3 separate regions of the Mus musculus genome follow, and all the other regions are linked to region 1. A link is a contact called in public Hi-C data. All regions are on one chromosome and are shown on one strand. Each heading gives the region's core, a stretch centred on a gene start, on an enhancer-like site or on the middle of the called end of the contact. The rest is flanking DNA. Distances are from core to core; before and after follow the strand shown.

The links. A called contact is a pair of places that touch in the nucleus more often than the background predicts.
Region 2: a contact with region 1 is called in a Hi-C map of the N1E-115 cell line, with 4 times the contacts expected there. The contact joins two enhancer-like sites. A contact is called at or near these places in 3 of 15 datasets of contacts at CTCF or cohesin (the NIH/3T3 cell line, large pre-B cells and pro-B cells), 6 of 484 Hi-C or Micro-C datasets (CD8 T cells, the N1E-115 cell line, bone marrow-derived macrophages and 3 more) and 3 of 115 datasets of contacts at active chromatin or transcription factors (astrocytes, neural progenitor cells and stem cell-derived neural progenitor cells).
Region 3: a Hi-C map of the N1E-115 cell line shows a contact between it and region 1, with 4 times the contacts expected there. The contact joins two enhancer-like sites. A contact is called at or near these places in 6 of 484 Hi-C or Micro-C datasets (CD4 T cells, the HL-1 cell line, the N1E-115 cell line and 3 more).

Annotation. Positions count from the first base shown.
Region 1 is chr1:184,234,069-184,237,245 of GRCm38.p6, forward strand. No RefSeq gene overlaps it. Among named protein-coding and RNA genes, the nearest start is that of Gm34177, 94 kb to the right of the region's middle. Within about 2 kb of position 1,718, at least 58 of the 459 cell types and tissues checked have an H3K27ac peak or open chromatin away from gene starts, as enhancers often do. A contact at or near this core is called in the N1E-115 cell line and Th2 cells, where this site is marked.
Region 2 is chr1:183,792,701-183,795,877 of GRCm38.p6, forward strand. All of the region lies in intron 2 of Gm34068 (predicted gene, 34068), which reads left to right. Among named protein-coding and RNA genes, the nearest start is that of Gm34068, 45 kb to the left of the region's middle. Within about 2 kb of position 1,626, at least 16 of the 459 cell types and tissues checked have an H3K27ac peak or open chromatin away from gene starts, as enhancers often do. A contact at or near this core is called in the N1E-115 cell line, where this site is marked.
Region 3 is chr1:183,960,587-183,963,763 of GRCm38.p6, forward strand. No RefSeq gene overlaps it. Among named protein-coding and RNA genes, the nearest start is that of Gm34130, 25 kb to the left of the region's middle. Within about 2 kb of position 1,510, at least 15 of the 459 cell types and tissues checked have an H3K27ac peak or open chromatin away from gene starts, as enhancers often do. A contact at or near this core is called in Th2 cells, where this site is marked.

The DNA of each region.
Region 1 (3,177 bases), core at 468-2,967:
CGGTTCTAATGCCTCACTTCAAAGCCTTTCCTAACTTCCAGAAAGAGTAGGGCTATTGTTCTTCACATTGTCATAAGCATCTATTAATAGTACCCAGGGCTGGGAGTGTAGTTCAGTGGTAGATCACTGGTCTAGCAAATGTGAGGACTGGGTTTGGTCCTCAACACTTTAGGCAGAACAGAACAGATCAGAACAAACAAACAAACAAACAAAATAAAGCTTGCCTTTTACTTCTCCCTTCTCTTTAAAATCTGTATTTATTTTGTTCAAATGTATACTGGAAGAGTTGTGGTTTCCTAAGCTCCGGGGATAGAGAGAGAAACTTATTAATTTGGTGTGTATATGAAGGCCAGAGGAGTCAGTTCTCTTCTTTCACCATGTCAGTCTAGGCTCTCAAACTCGGGTCACCACTGTACCGTGGAGCACCTTTAACAACTGAGCCTGAATCACTAGCATGAGTTAACAGATTACAAATGGAGCAGAGCCTCATTCAACCTATGGACAGTCTGAGCAGAACACAAAAGCTGGGGAAGGGAGCATTCTCTGTCTCTCTCTGTCTCTCTGTTTCTCACCCCCCGTCTCTGTCTCCCTGTCTGTCTCTCCCCCTCCCTCTCCCTCCTCCCTACCTCTCCCTCTCCTCTCTCTCTCCCTCCCCTTTTCCCTTTCCCTCGGCCTCTTTGAAATCAGCTGGGAAATCAGTCTCTGAATATTGATGAGAATAGACAATAACAGCTGGGCCAGAAGCACACCGTCGGTTCTCCAGGGTTTCCAGTTTGCCTCCTGTGTACATTAGGATTTAGCCTCTGTAAGTACAACACACACACACACACACACACACACACACACACACACACACACATTTATGGAGAGAAAGAGACACAAATAAATAACCTATCTCTTTACCGTGTGTGTATTTTCATATTATTCCTGGAACATACACTCAATGTATCTTGAACATGTCAATACTAATTTATCTGTATATAGCATATATATCTTGAATGTATGCCAATATCATATAAGTCTATCAGTCTATCTTCCATCCCTCTGTCCATTTCCTCTTGTTTTCCCTATCCGTGGAACTCTGAATACTGCATACACCCGGGAAAATCTTTGAGAACATGACATTTATGCTGAGCTCTGAAGATTATAATAAAAAAAGGAGCCAGAAAAATAATTCTAGCAAAATGGGAATGTGACAATAAAGCCGGAGGCGGGAAGAACCAGCGCACAGGCAATTATCGGGAAACTAGACTAGAGAGGGAAGCAGAGCCCAGGCAAGGAAGGAGCTTGAAGCCTGCTCCTGAAAGTGTCAAAAAGCTGAACACCCGGCTTTCAGTAAATGTCTGTTTGACAAAATGAGTTCCTGGTAAGTAATTTCCAAAACAGCGAGAGCAGTCCTCAGACTCTGGAACAAACACACGACTGTTTTTATCCCCATTCTTTGATGGTTTTCACAGAGGTGAGCGTGCTGGAAGGGGAGGAAGCTGATAAAAGCTGGCCGCATCCTCTCAGACCATTGGAGGACAGGAAGATGGGAGAGCAGCCTTCCGCCTCGCCAGGCGTTCCCTAACATTTTATCAGTTTGGCGGGTTTTGTCTGCATTTTGCAGAACATGCAGGCAGTGGTGATGATCCCTTTTATCTAATATCCTCAGCAGAGGTCACAGGCTTAACAGGAACCGGGAAACTCCTCCCGGCAAGCCAGTCCCGGCTCTGCACAAGAGCGCCCTCTTCTGTGCAGTCACAGACTGGCCCTCGGAGGAAGGTTGAAAGGACCCGTCAGGCAGGCCAGGGGCCCCAGTGAGCCCACAATCTGGTAGTCAGAGGAGTTAAAGGGCGTCCTTATGGACCGCCTTTACCCCACGGAGGTGCGCACATTCAGGATCCTTCTAGAATTAGCCATGAGAGTGAAAGGGGTGAAGAGATTGAGTTCAGGCCACTTCCTGAAAAGAGAAAGGAAGCGCTTTCCAGCTGGGGAGAATCTACTTCCTGGTTCAACAGGAGAAATGGAAAAGGATGGATACCCAGATACAGTCCTGTCAGAATCCATGGTCAGAGGGATGCACAGAAGTGAACAAGGAGGGGTAGGCCGACATGTGCCCTGTGCCGACAGAGATGGGGGAGGTCAGCATGTCTGCAGCCAGCCCTGGAGTCACATAGATGAGGAAACTGGACCTCTGGGACAATTCAACACCTGCTGCCTGCAGTGTTTCTTGCCTTCTCACTCCTGTGAACCCCTCTCTGCTCCCCAAAGACTTTCACCTCCACTTTCACATCATCAGTACATATATGGTTCTATGTGCCTGCCACACGAAGAACCCACATATGGAAGAAAACGTGTGTTGTTTGGTCTAGAACACACCATCAGATCCTCAAAATAATCATGCCAATCAAATAGGCTAGATATATACTCCCAGTGTGTTCAAAGAACTGAAGCCCAGAGACGCGAGCGATTTCTCCGCAGACACACAGCAAATACAAGAACTAAGAGAAGCACGTTGTTAAGGAAATGCACGTGTCATCCTGTTAGAGACAAATCTGAGCAGCAGGAGGGAGCCAATGGTCATTATAGATGTTGCTGAGGGGACAATGCAGATTTTAGTGACTGTTAAGGCTTGGGTTTGGAAGGCTCACAGTCACTTCCGTTACTGTTCAGGTCTTTAAGCTAAGACAACAGTGTGAGTGTGGGTCTGGAGAGGTCAGATCTCACTGTCATTCCTCTGATGTCATACACCTGGTTTTGAGACATCTCACTGGCCTGGAACTTATCAGGGAGGTAAGGTTGGCTGGTGCTGGAAACCTGTGGTTCTGCCTGCTTCCACCTTCCCAAACCCCAGGGTCTGCCTGTCTCTATCTCCTCAATCCCCAGGACTCTGCCTGTCTCCTCTCCAGCAGACATCGCAGGCAGACACCACCATGCCTGGCTTTTTATATGGGCTCTGAGGGGTTGAACTTAATCCTCATGCTTATAAGGCAAGCAAGCCCTTTACTGACATCGCGGTTGGCTGCTGCACCAGCTCAGTCAGAGCACCTACACTGCACGGTTGCAAAGGCCTTTGACTCTTCCCAGAGTGTCACAGCCAGTGGGATTGCTCGGGATAAGCAGAAGGCAGAGAAAGAAACACCGAGGAAGAGCGCTTCAATTCTCCTTCCTTCCCGAGTTTCCCTTGTCCTCACC
Region 2 (3,177 bases), core at 376-2,875, 440 kb before region 1:
CTTGTGCATGTGACGCTGGGTGATGCTACTCGCCTGCACTTAGATGCAGTGAGAAATCCAGCTGTCCAGAGGTGTATCCTGGGGTGTGTCATTCTCCTTGGCCATACATAGTACATGGTAGGATGCATGCACCTCTGAGACCCTCTGCCAATGTGGAGAGGCAGTGCTGCTGTTCAGGTCCAGTGCTGACATGTGAAAAGGGGCAGGCTACCAAGAAGCTTTGTGTTCCAGTCCACCAGAAATGCATAGTATCAAACTTTGTAGCCTTTAGAACTGAGAAAAGAGCCTGGTGCTAGTACAAGCCACTCGTGGTACTTTGTTGCAGTCTTTCTGCAAGCTTAGGAAGGCTTCTTTTTTGCCACATTTTTCATTTATTGATATTTTTTATATGAAGAAAATAATAGTCATTATAGACCGGTTAGGCTAATATGTAATTATCTATATTTACTACTCTTCTTTTATTGCTTGTGTGTGTGCTCATGTGTGTGCACATATGTGTGCATGGGTGTGTATGCATGTGTGCATGTGTGTTTATGTGTGTGCACATGTGTGTGTGTGCATGAGTATGCATGCATTCATGTGTGTGCTTGTTTGTGTACATTTGTATGCACAGATATGTATGCATATATGCATGTATGTTTGTGTGTGTGTTCATGTGTGTGCATGGGTATATATGCGCATGTGTGTGTGTGTGTGTGTGTGTGTGCTCGCATGTTTGTTTATGTGCTTGTATGTGCATGTGGAGGCTAGAGGGCAGCCTTGGCTGTCATTCCTCAGGTTATATCCATCTAGTTCTTTGAGACCAGGTCTCTCACTGGTCTATAACTTGCTAGGCTGGTGGCCAGCAAGTCCTAGGGATGTGTTTGCCTCCGCCTTCCCAGTGTTGAGATTACAAACACTCCACTTGCTTTTATTAGTATTATTTTTTTTAATGTAGGTTCTGGGGATTGAATGGCGGTCCTTGTGCTTGTAGGCAGACACTTTACTGACTGAGCCAACTCCCTTCCTTATCATATTACTTAAAGATAATGTCACGCTAATTTTAATCTTTATTTACCCAGTCTTCTTTTTTATTTACAAATGTACAGGGGATTTATTTTTTCTTTAAATCTGAGAGGCCGCACTTCTGAGCAGGTGGAAGGTTAGAAAAGCAAAGCATATGGACCCAGTCCTTTTCCATTCACTCAGATGGAATTCATGACACTTTGAAGCCTTTGCTTAAACCAGGCATGGCCATCCAGCAGAGAGGCCCTCCTGTTTGCAAGGAGCAGATGCTGGCAGATGTCTAGTGAGCTCAGCACTCGGCTGCAGCTTCTGTTCCACCCCCACGGTGCCCAGGAGATAAGATAAAATTGTTAGTACGTGAGATTTGTGACAGCCTCTGGGCTCCAGGACTTCCCATGTCTTTATCATCAGGTCTGTTTAGAAAGAAAAACATTTTGAGGTGTCCCCGCGGAACAGGGTTGTTTCAAAAGTGGCATATGGTGAAATGTTACACGAGCTTCAAGCAGCCTTGTCTGCATCTGACACTTTATAGGGAAAATGCTCTTGGCAGATGTAGTCCTTGAACTTGGCCTGCTGTCTGTCTGGCTGTTGTGTTAACTCTGTCTGCAGCTGAAGGCAGAGGGAACAGAAGTGACATACGAAGGCAGAGCCTGGTCCTGGAATGCTGCTGCCGCCAGGATGCTCAGCTTAGGTTCTCTCCCAAGGGGAACTGGGTTTGTCTCATTCTGCCAGGCTGGAGCCAGATCACACACATCCATAGTGTGTCTCCAGACACCCAGAATACTGTAGTGCAGTACTTGTTCTGGCAGGACTAGGAAATGTTAGAGGAAAAAAGTATCGCTGCCACTTAAACCTTTCAGATGGGCGTTCATCCGTTTTGGAGGCGGTGGAACTTCCAAGAGTGGAGGCTGAGTGAGAGTAAGCTAGGTCACTGGAGGCCTGCCATGAAGGGGATTGTGGGAGCACAGTTTCCAGGTATTACTCTTCTCCCCAGCACACTAAGGAGTAGATTGTTTCAGTGCACACTCTTGACGATACTATCTGGTACCCTCAACACAGGCTCAAGGCAACTGGGCCACCTAGAATTGTACTGGAGCTGTAAAAACATGAGCCCACCAACCCTTTTCTCTTTACAAGGTAAAGGGGGACCTATCAACTTCATTGTATTTACTAATACAAATGATGTGCACATTGTTTTTTTTTTTTTTTAACCCTAGGTGTTGACTGATGGTTAGATGGGTAAGTAATGTGGTTTTTACAATCAGTATACTGTCATTTGGTGATAGAAGAATGAAATTTCATCACCTTAAATACCGTGGATGGAAATTGGAGGATACTGTATCAAGTAAAATATGTTAGACACAGAAAAATGAAGCCAATCCGGAGAAGTAGAGAGCAGGATTTGGGGGTGGGGGCTCTCACAAGTACCATGGCTGGCAGAGTAATGAACCACACAAGACAAGGAGACTTGGCTCATCACAACTTATTTATTTGGTGTTGGTTCAAGCTTCTAGAGTCTGACCCTAAGTGGCCATTTAGATTAGTACAACTTTGGGCAAAACGTTTCCTTGTAACAATTATCACCACAAGGCATAGCTATGTCCAAACTCCTTTGCAAAGCACATGGGCATGAGAAGGGGCTCTGTTGACTGAGAAACAATGCTCAGTAGTCCAGGAAGAGGCTAGGGTAAGTGTAATTGTCTGGGGGATTCATGAGGCCAGGCCCTACTTATAGTGAAGATCACCATTCCCAGTTTTCCTGGTGGAAACAGGTATAAATCCTTCTGTGTTACATGTTAGCACAACATCCTCATGCCCTCTAGATAGAACATTGGTCAGCCGAGTTTGCTAAGTAGAGGAGGAGTTGAGAGGATGCCAAAGGTGTTCAATGTACATAAAGACGAGGTTGGATAGGAACAATGACTTCTAACGCTCTACAGCACAGTAAAATTAATTGCATTTTTCAAAATAGTCAGCAGAGAGGATTTTAAATGTTTCCACATACAACAAATAATAGCTGCTTGATGTGATAAATGAACTAATTTCTCTCATGTGGCCATTATATGTTGCATATATGTATTGAAATGTAACACTAGGGCTCCCCAGAGATTATTAAGCAATTTAACCAGAAAACCAAAGAAGTTGGGAAGAAGGGTGAGGGAGGGCAAGACA
Region 3 (3,177 bases), core at 260-2,759, 270 kb before region 1:
CATTCATCTTTGTGGGTTCTCGTTCTGTCTGTCAGGCAAGAGTCTGGGTTTTCTCAACAGTACCCAGGGAATTCCCATCAGCCTCCAGGGTCAAATAACCATAACATGTGTGAGAGAACATGATATACCACTGGTAAGACTGAGAATGGGGGAGAAATCCTGTGTAGCAACTAGAACTTGTTCAGAATCCTGAATCGTGCAATCTAAACAGACAATGTTGGCCAGACAAGAGCATCCTGGGTAGAAACAAGGAATGGAGGTATTGTACACTAGAGTTGGAAATCGTGTTTGGAACTAGGGAGATCTTAAAGGTTATATTTCAGATTGGAGACATAAATTCCACAGTTAATGGCTATATTTCAGATTGGAGACATAAATTCTATAGTTAATGTGATGTATTATGTATTGGGAAAATCCTATAAGGGACTAATTTAAATAACCTCATCATTAAAAAAAAAACAGTTGTCTAAGGTAATATATTAGTTAACTTGATTTATCCATTTTCCTTTCTTATTTTTAAAAGTAAGTGTATACCTGTTTGTGGGTATGCACATATAAGTATAGGTACCCACAGAGACCAGAGGTATCTGCCTGTGCCCGCTGAGAGATGGAGTATGAGTGCTTGTCAGCCACCTGACATAGGTGCTGGGAACCACATGTATGTCCCCTGCAAGAGTAGTACATGCTCTTAACCCCTGAACCATCTCTTCAGCTCTATATAAATATGTATTTAAAACACCATGCTATCAATGATACATTGCTATAATTGTCACTTCTTTAATGTATTAATATTCATTAAAATTTCTAAAGTTTGAGGACAGAGATGGTAATCAAATTGGTGCATGTTTCTGAGTAGTAACCACAGGCAGAGGGAGGGGCAGAGTTTGAAAGGCAAAGAAAGATGGTGGCTCAATTGTGAATAGTATTGCCTGTGTCCTGTTGGTACAAGGAATCGCCTGGTGAGCATAAAAGGGCACCGAGAGCAAGAGCTGGCCACCTGTCCAGGAAGCAGCAAGTAGCATTCACAGAACAGCTATGATTAGCTGCAAAAATTGGCAGTACAGAAGGGCTGACACACACAAAAAAATAAAAGCATTCTCAAGTCAAGATTCTATCTTTAAAGCTATTTCAAAAAGGTGCTTGGGTTTGGGTCCTTGTGCCCATGGACCTATTTTATTCTTGGAATCTTTCCCTTTAGGGTCAAGAGCTGTGTCCTTGGATCTCCTTGATTCAAAGATTATCATCTTCCTCCTTCTTGGAAATCTTTTCATTTCCTGCTTCTTTTTGAGGGACTTATATAGAAGATAAGTGGAAGCAGGAAGCTGGAGTAAAGGAAATTTAAAAATGAGAGTCAAAATATCTTAAATGAAACTTGTTCCATGTTGGGGGGTCAGAAGTGTCTAGGTTCTACCTGCTGGGGTGTCCATCAAGACCATAACCAAGGTTACTGTTGGTGCTGCCTAACATGATCAGGACACACCAGGCTTAGTAAGCTGGCTTCTGACATGTGGCCTCTGTCATTAGATGGAGTACTTGTCCCATCAGGTGTGGAAATGGAAGATGATGGAGAAAGAGCTCAGCAAACAACTCAAAAGGAGCTGATATTTTTGCTTATTTCTTCCATCAAACACTTGTCTGTTTTTCTACCCAAAAGAAAGGCAAAGAGGACCAGAAACAAAACAAAATAAATAGATAAAATTCAAAACAATGTAAGTAAGAAAGTGAAACCTCAGGTCCAAAACATGGTAAGAAATGTGTATCTGTGTGTATGTGTGTATCTGTGTGTCTATGCATGTGTGTGTGTGTGTGTCTGTGTATCTGTGTGTGTGTGTGTATCTGTGTGTCTATGCATGTGTGTGTGCCTATGTATCTGTGTGTGTGTGTGTCTGTGTATCTGTGTGTCTATGCATGTGTGTGTGCACATGCTTGTGTATCTGTCTGTCTACTGTCAGTAGAGTGGTAGAAATAACAAGGGCTACAGGTTTGCCCAGAGGTAAGGCAAACAAAGTAACAGCAGACTACCAGGAAAGCAAGATGACTCCACTTTTAAGTCACCTAAAAGAACTTCCTAGAATGAGATCAGAAGCCCTAGCTGCATCGTGGAGGCTGTCTCCATTGCAGCGACACCAGCTGCTGCACTCAGTGCCCTGCCAGAGTGAATGTCTACAGGTTTAGATGAGCTCTGCTGGTGTGTTTGCTTGGGGACAAATGGTGATTTAAAGTAAGATGATTGTCTGGCCACCCAGGTTGGACTTGATGCTCTCAGTCTCTTGTTAATAAGGACATCCTGAGGAAGCTCCAGTCTATCTAGGTCTCATTCTTTGTAGATCCCAGATATCTAGAGAAGAGTTCATGCATGGTTTCACCAGCACCACCTGCTACATTCAAGGCTCAACACCTATACCAGCATGGTTTTCAGATATGGAATTCAGAAACTACTCAGAATTCAGAATTTCTCCTAAGCCCCATCCTCCCAGCAACGCACTCCAGTATTAAGTCACTCTCTGGATTTTGTTGGGCAGCTGACTAGAGTTAACTTGAGTTGCCTTTCCCCTTTACTACCCCTTGAGTTCCTCATGGACTCCTTTCTGGGCTGGTCTACAATCTCTGGTCTAGTCACAGTCCACCCAAATGCAGAACTTTTCTTCCTAACCTTCTCCCAGGGATCCAGCATGTTGTATTATTTCATTTTGTGCCTATCCAGGCTTATCCTGTGTTTACCCATCTTCTTCTTGGGGGCAGTGTCAGGAGAAGGTCTACCTCAGCACTGGGCCTGGAATGCTGTGGACAAACCTACCAGAGGCTGGCTGCCTGCCTGCTTTGACTTCCAAGAATCGCTTACCTCCAATTCCCATGGACCCTGCTCATCTCCGGGCATGGCCTCTGTGTGGAGCACTTGGTGCCAAGTGTTTGTGAGAAGGAGCATGTGGAAGGCTTAACTTCTCACACTTGAGCTCTCCCTAACAGCCGGCCCCACCCTGGCAGACACATTCATTTCCAAACCAGTCTCTTTCCTGCCTGCATTGTCCTAGTGCCAGCAAATCTCCACAACCATGAGAAGCCCTGGGTCAAGAGGAGCCCGCATGGGAAAGTATTGCTGGAGGAGCTTCCTAGGGATTGGAGATGAGGAGACCTAGAAGGAAGGTTACACACACCTTGCTTATGGATTTTATGTGA